Regions from separate parts of the Zea mays genome. Here region 2 is linked to region 1. The links are chromatin contacts, called in public Hi-C maps. All regions are on one chromosome and are shown on one strand. The core of a region is the stretch at or near the end of the contact, and the rest is flanking DNA. Distances in the headings are between cores, read along the strand shown. Region 1 holds the start of LOC100383357. Region 2 holds the start of LOC100192701.

Region 1 (2,700 bases), core at 19-2,518:
CTATCTCAGATTAAAATCTGAAGAATCAACCTCCTTGTGCCTCCTGCTCAATGCTCCCTGGACCGAGCAACAAAATAGGCATTTGTTTACAGTCGCGCATAGGTCGCGAGGAGGCAGCTTGGCCCACTGGAGGCGAGGGTGAGGTGTCAGAGAGGAGGCAATGTAAATCTTAGGGCCAGCGCAAGCGCAACAGAGCAAGGAAGATGGGAGAGGGAGGGAAGGTTGAGTGATTTCTCAACGTGGTGGGAAGTTTTCTCCTCGGCTCTACGAAAATGCGACACTACGACGACCAGTGGGAGGAGCACGGAGCACCTAGAGACTGGAGCAGCGGGCAGCGCCACAACGACCAGTGGGGGAGTAGTGGACGGTGCCGCGTCAACATGTGGGGAGTAATAGGTGGTGCACGTGTGGCCGGGGAATAATGGAGGAAGCAGGGAATAAGGAAGCGATGACTTTAGGGCAAGCGAATCAGTTGGGCCTCTACCTTATATATATCACGTTATAGGGCCATATTTTAGGCTTGCATACTGTTCGCACCTATGGAAAACCGTCATGTAGTGTTCAATACCCGCGCCGAACCCGTAGACTGCCATGTCCCCTATTGGATCGAAAACCCACGGGTACCCGCCCAACTGTCATTCCTATGCACACGGATAGGAGATCCAACCACGCCAACACATATTTCAGGGGGTGTTTGAATCTGTAGTCTTCACATAGAATGTTTGTTTGGATCCACTCAACTAACTGTAGTCTTTGCCATATAGAATATTTGTATAATAATTATAGATATTAAATATAATCTAAGTGTAAAACTAAAACACAGATAAATAATAAAAGACGAGACAAATTTATTAAAGCTATATTTAATTCTCATAATTAATATTCCAACATTTGATATAATACGAAATAAACTTTAATTAGAGGAAGCACTTTATCCGCTAAATTCAATGTGCGGCACGCTATCTCCACCTCCACAGCCACGTGACATTTCCTCCGCACGATGCCACGGTCACTTCATCACTGTCAGTTCACACACAGACTCACTGCTCGAGCTCGAGGAGGTGTTTTGCTAATTTTGCAGCGCCAGGGCTGGAAAAAAATATTCCGAACAACCACAGGGGTGAGTGCACGAAACGTGTGTCACTTTTGTCTTCAGCTTGCAGCAGCTTCAGCTTCTCAGTTCTCACAGCCAACGCAGGCGTCCAAGTCCAAGCAAAGCCCCGCTCCTGTCACAGACAAATTTCCACGGGAGTATCTCCCCCCCTGCTTTTTTCTTCTTCCCTTCACCCCCCGCGTGCGCGCTCAGTCCCTCTCGCCTGTGGCGACGCTTGAGCGACCGCTGCTGCCGCTCGACGCCAGATCTTCGCCGTGCCGCTCCGGTGACGAGCACCCTCCAGGTATGCCCTTGGAGGTATGCCCGCCCTTTCTTTTTCCTTCCTGCCGCGCGAAACCGTGCACCCAAACCCTAGCTTACGCTATTTGGCATTTCTACTCGGATCTGATCTAATTACAAGTGTACACGTGTCTTCTGCCAGCTAACTTCGATTGTCTTCGCAAAAAATTGACTTTTTTTTTCTGGGTTCGCCCCTTCTCAGCGTAAGGAGGGGAGTCGGAGATGTTTTACTCGCAGTTCATTTTGGCCAAAAAGGGTCCCCTCGGGACCATATGGATTGCCGCGCACTTGGAGCGGAAGCTGCGCAAGAACCAGGTCGCGGACACGGACATCGGCGTCTCCGTAGGTGGGTGGCCTTGCTCAAGCTTCCAACAATTTGCTTTCAATCTAGGTTTTTTTGCTCTACTGTTAGGTCTGTGACCTGACCCGTAGGATGGTAAAGTGTTGTTTTGCTAATGCTCGTCAGTCTTGTAGCTTCTAGTTATGCCCAGCGTTAAGTAGCTTCTACCTGCTGCTATCAGAAGCGTAAAAAGATAACCTTTTTTTGAACTGTCAGCTGTCAATGAGTTGTCAGTTCTTTTTTTGTTTAATTTGCGGTGCATCACTGCATCATCTACATCGCTGTAGAAAATCATTACTTGGTAGATTTAGCATGATACTACCTTGGTTCATGTAGCTGTTTCTTTTTGCTGTTCTATTGCCTGCTAGTGCTAGGTACAGCACCGATGGCTTTTTTGCTCAGTTACATTGGTTGTTGCTGACCGAAGGGGTGTCTCCTTTGGGAATACTAGTTTTTTTTGCATTAATTCGTCCTACCAGGAGAAATTCTTAGGTAAAGCTTATTACAACTGTTAGAGTGGAAGCACTAATCAGTTCAACCCAAAAGAACTTTTGGGTTGAACTGGTTAGTGCGTCCACTCTAACAACAGCAATATAATACTATCACCCTGTGTCGTGTCCCTGACATGTGGAAAGAACTCATCTTTCTGGCTTTGATTACTCCGTGACTATTTTTAACCTTTTGATAATATAATTCGTCATTCTAGCTGGACTACTGTGTAATCTAAAAAAACTCGGCCAGTAGGGAAAAGACCACCCACACAGTATTATATTAAGAAGAAGCTCGATCGGAGCCCCGACCGAGAAAGGCCATGAAAGCTGGTCCCCCATGCAACATGAGGGTTCACCCCCTATAGGCCAGATCTTTACTCGTGCTTTGAGCCCTCGTAGTCCCTACATGAGGATCCGCCCCCATAGGCCAGTCCATCTTGTGCGCACACAACCAGGGGAACCAGCGAGTCACCTTT
Region 2 (2,700 bases), core at 97-2,596, 250 kb after region 1:
TTGTGTGAATGGAATCAGTGCAGGATGCACAGCCGCACCGCACAGGGGAAGAGAATTGAGTCCAGATTTGTCATGGCTTTGCCGCTGCACTACTCTGATCGGACACTGTGATTGCGATTGCAGTGGTGGCCAATACTACGGAGGGGATCAACAACCAATCCAATGGCGAGGTTCCGAGCTACATGCGTACGTCTGACTCTGAGTAGCGTCCAGGACTCCAGGTTCTGTGGGCCTCTGCCGAGCCGAGTTTGTATCAAATATCAATAGAGCGAGACGCCACGGCGTGCTTGCAAAATTACCGGCCCGGTATGGTCCTGTATAATTCTTTCATTCACAGTATCGAATGACTGGCCACCGCGCACCGGGATTTGGAAATGAAATGTGAATGTTAATGTATATTATATTCACTTGACTGTACCAGATTCGTGCACAGGATAGTTTGACAACTTCGTTTTTTTCCAAATTATTCTCATTTCCTTACGGCCCTGTTTGGATCATTGGAATTTAATTTGATTCTAATAATAATAATTTAGACACATCAATTAAGCTAATACAGTTTTATGTAAAATATATTTATATACTATTATTAATAAAATATCAGAGATATTTATGTACTACATTTTTACTATAGAGTAGTTAGTCTAAAAGCGTATTATAAATTGTAGAGTATAAATATATTCTACTTATACATAAAATTATTTTTTCCTCTACTCCATGAATTTGAGATAGACTATCTCTAAACTTTGAAAATTGGTGGAATATCAAATTTCAAACTAAATAGATTACTTTATTAAATAAATTCCAATTTCTACTAAATAAATGGATCTAAACGCTCTGTAAAGGAAAATAAACTGACTTTTCTTGAAAAATAAAAATACCTTCGTAAAATAGCGTTCCCAAGCTAGGGCTCGTGTCTCATACTTTTTCTCCGCGAGGAGTTGAGAGTCTGCTTGCGTTGTTCCTGGTTGCGTGTCACTTTTCAGTTCTGGTCTTATCGCTGCACGCATCTCGTTTGCGGTTAGTTGGCTTGGCTAGTTGCTTCGTCGCATCGCAACCGGCTACGGCCGATGCTGATGGCCAAGGATATTCCGTATCAAACCCATGTGCGAGTGCGAGGCCAAGGATATTCCGCGCTATCTTCTTCAGTTCTTCCATTCCGTTGAGATAATCACGATACGCAACAAAAAAAAGTTTTTTAGCAGCTAATAAGGGGCAAAAAGGAAAACAAAATTAGAGGTGGTCCCCGATACGGCAGCGCGGGGCCCCACTTGCAGCGAGACGGCCGTTTCCTAGCCCCTCCGAGCCACCACCGTTGGCGTTGATACAGCCCCCCCACCTGGCCTCATCGCCCCGAAGAGTTGTGGTACAGTTGTACTGAGCTGAGCTGCCGGAGGCAGAATAGGAGAGGCAGGCGATGACGATGGCGACGAAGGCGGCGTGCGTGCTGGCGGTGTGGGTGCTCGTCGCATCGGGCCTGTCCGACCTGGGCTCAGCGCGCGCGCCCCTGGGCAGCAAGCCGCAGCGGGAGTTCGACTACTTCGCGCTCTCCCTCCAGTGGCCCGGCACCATCTGCGCCTCCACCCGCCACTGCTGCGCCACCAACGGCTGCTGCCGGTACGTGCTCCGCGCTGTGCCGCGCCGCCGACCGGTGGCTCCCTTCCCCTATCTTATCCTCCCGTCCAAACGCCGAGAGCTCGCCGCTCGCCCCGTAGATCAGTTTTCTGCTATCCGATTTCGTTTTGGTCGATGCGAGACCTCACGCCCTTTTTTTTTTGTCTCTCCTGTCCTGCCCCGCGTACAGCTCGGAGCCTCTCCAGACGTTCACGATCCGTAAGTGCTCGGCCTTTCGATTTCTGTTCATATGTTCCGTCAGGTGAATACGGGATCGGTTTCGTCTGAATTTCGCGACTGTTGCCGCTCGAGCAGACGGGCTATGGCCGGACTACGACGACGGGACCTGGCCGTCGTGCTGCCGCCGCACCCAATTCGAGATGGACAAGGTGACTGCCTGACCCACGGCCTCACAGCGGGTTGCTTTCGCTTCCGTTTGGTCCTCCTGTCGCGTTTGGTTCTGTGGACGAGTTCTCAACAACCGTGCTGATTTATGGTTTCGTGCCATCATCTGGTGGTGTAGATATTGCCACTGAAGGAGGTGCTTGACAAGTACTGGCCGTCCCTCTACTGCTCCAAATCTGGAACATGCTTCAGCGGCAAGGGACTCTTCTGGGCTCACGAGGTGCAGTAGTAACATCCGAATTCAGAACTAGATTCGTCCATTGTGCTATTTAACTCCGAAAGGCTACATTATGCCTCAGTTTGAACCTCTTTGCTGTTTCCTTTTCATGTTGTCTTTGTCTTACGGGGTGACGTTTTCTGCTCAATTCGCCTGTTGCTCATCTTCAGTGGGGTAATGTTCTTTGTTTTCAATGACTTTTACTTGCAAAATAGTCTGACATTATGCTTTGCGCAGACGTTTCTGATAATTGCATGACTGGCATACCCTTAACATGGAGTTTCATTTTTCAGAGAAACATGGAACCTGCTCTGCCCCTGTGGTTCAGGATGAATTACAGTATTTCACCCTTGCCCTTGACCTCTACTTCAAGTATAACGTTACGGTTAGTACCTAGGTCTTTGACAGATCAGTCATACCGTAGCATTGGTTTCTTGGGTAGCCTATAGCACCTTCATCTTACCAGC

What was found. A called contact is a pair of places that touch in the nucleus more often than the background predicts.
Region 2: a Hi-C map of ear shows a contact between it and region 1, with 3 times the contacts expected there. The contact joins the promoter of LOC100192701 here to the promoter of LOC100383357 in region 1. A contact is called at or near these places in 4 of 25 Hi-C or Micro-C datasets (ear, endosperm, leaf and 1 more).

Annotation. Positions count from the first base shown.
Region 1 is chr3:172,057,030-172,059,729 of Zm-B73-REFERENCE-NAM-5.0, forward strand. LOC100383357 reads left to right here and starts at 1,269. Exons shown (of 15, transcript NM_001176013.1): 1 at 1,269-1,411; 2 at 1,596-1,739. The coding sequence starts at 1,616.
Region 2 is chr3:172,304,535-172,307,234 of Zm-B73-REFERENCE-NAM-5.0, forward strand. It overlaps LOC100192701, which reads left to right and starts at 1,347. Exons shown (of 9, transcript NM_001137904.3): 1 at 1,347-1,614; 2 at 1,802-1,830; 3 at 1,927-2,000; 4 at 2,135-2,236; 5 at 2,404-2,407; 6 at 2,527-2,618. The coding sequence starts at 1,415. LOC100284088 reads left to right here. Exons shown (of 9, transcript NM_001156986.2): 9 at 124-380. The coding sequence ends at 206.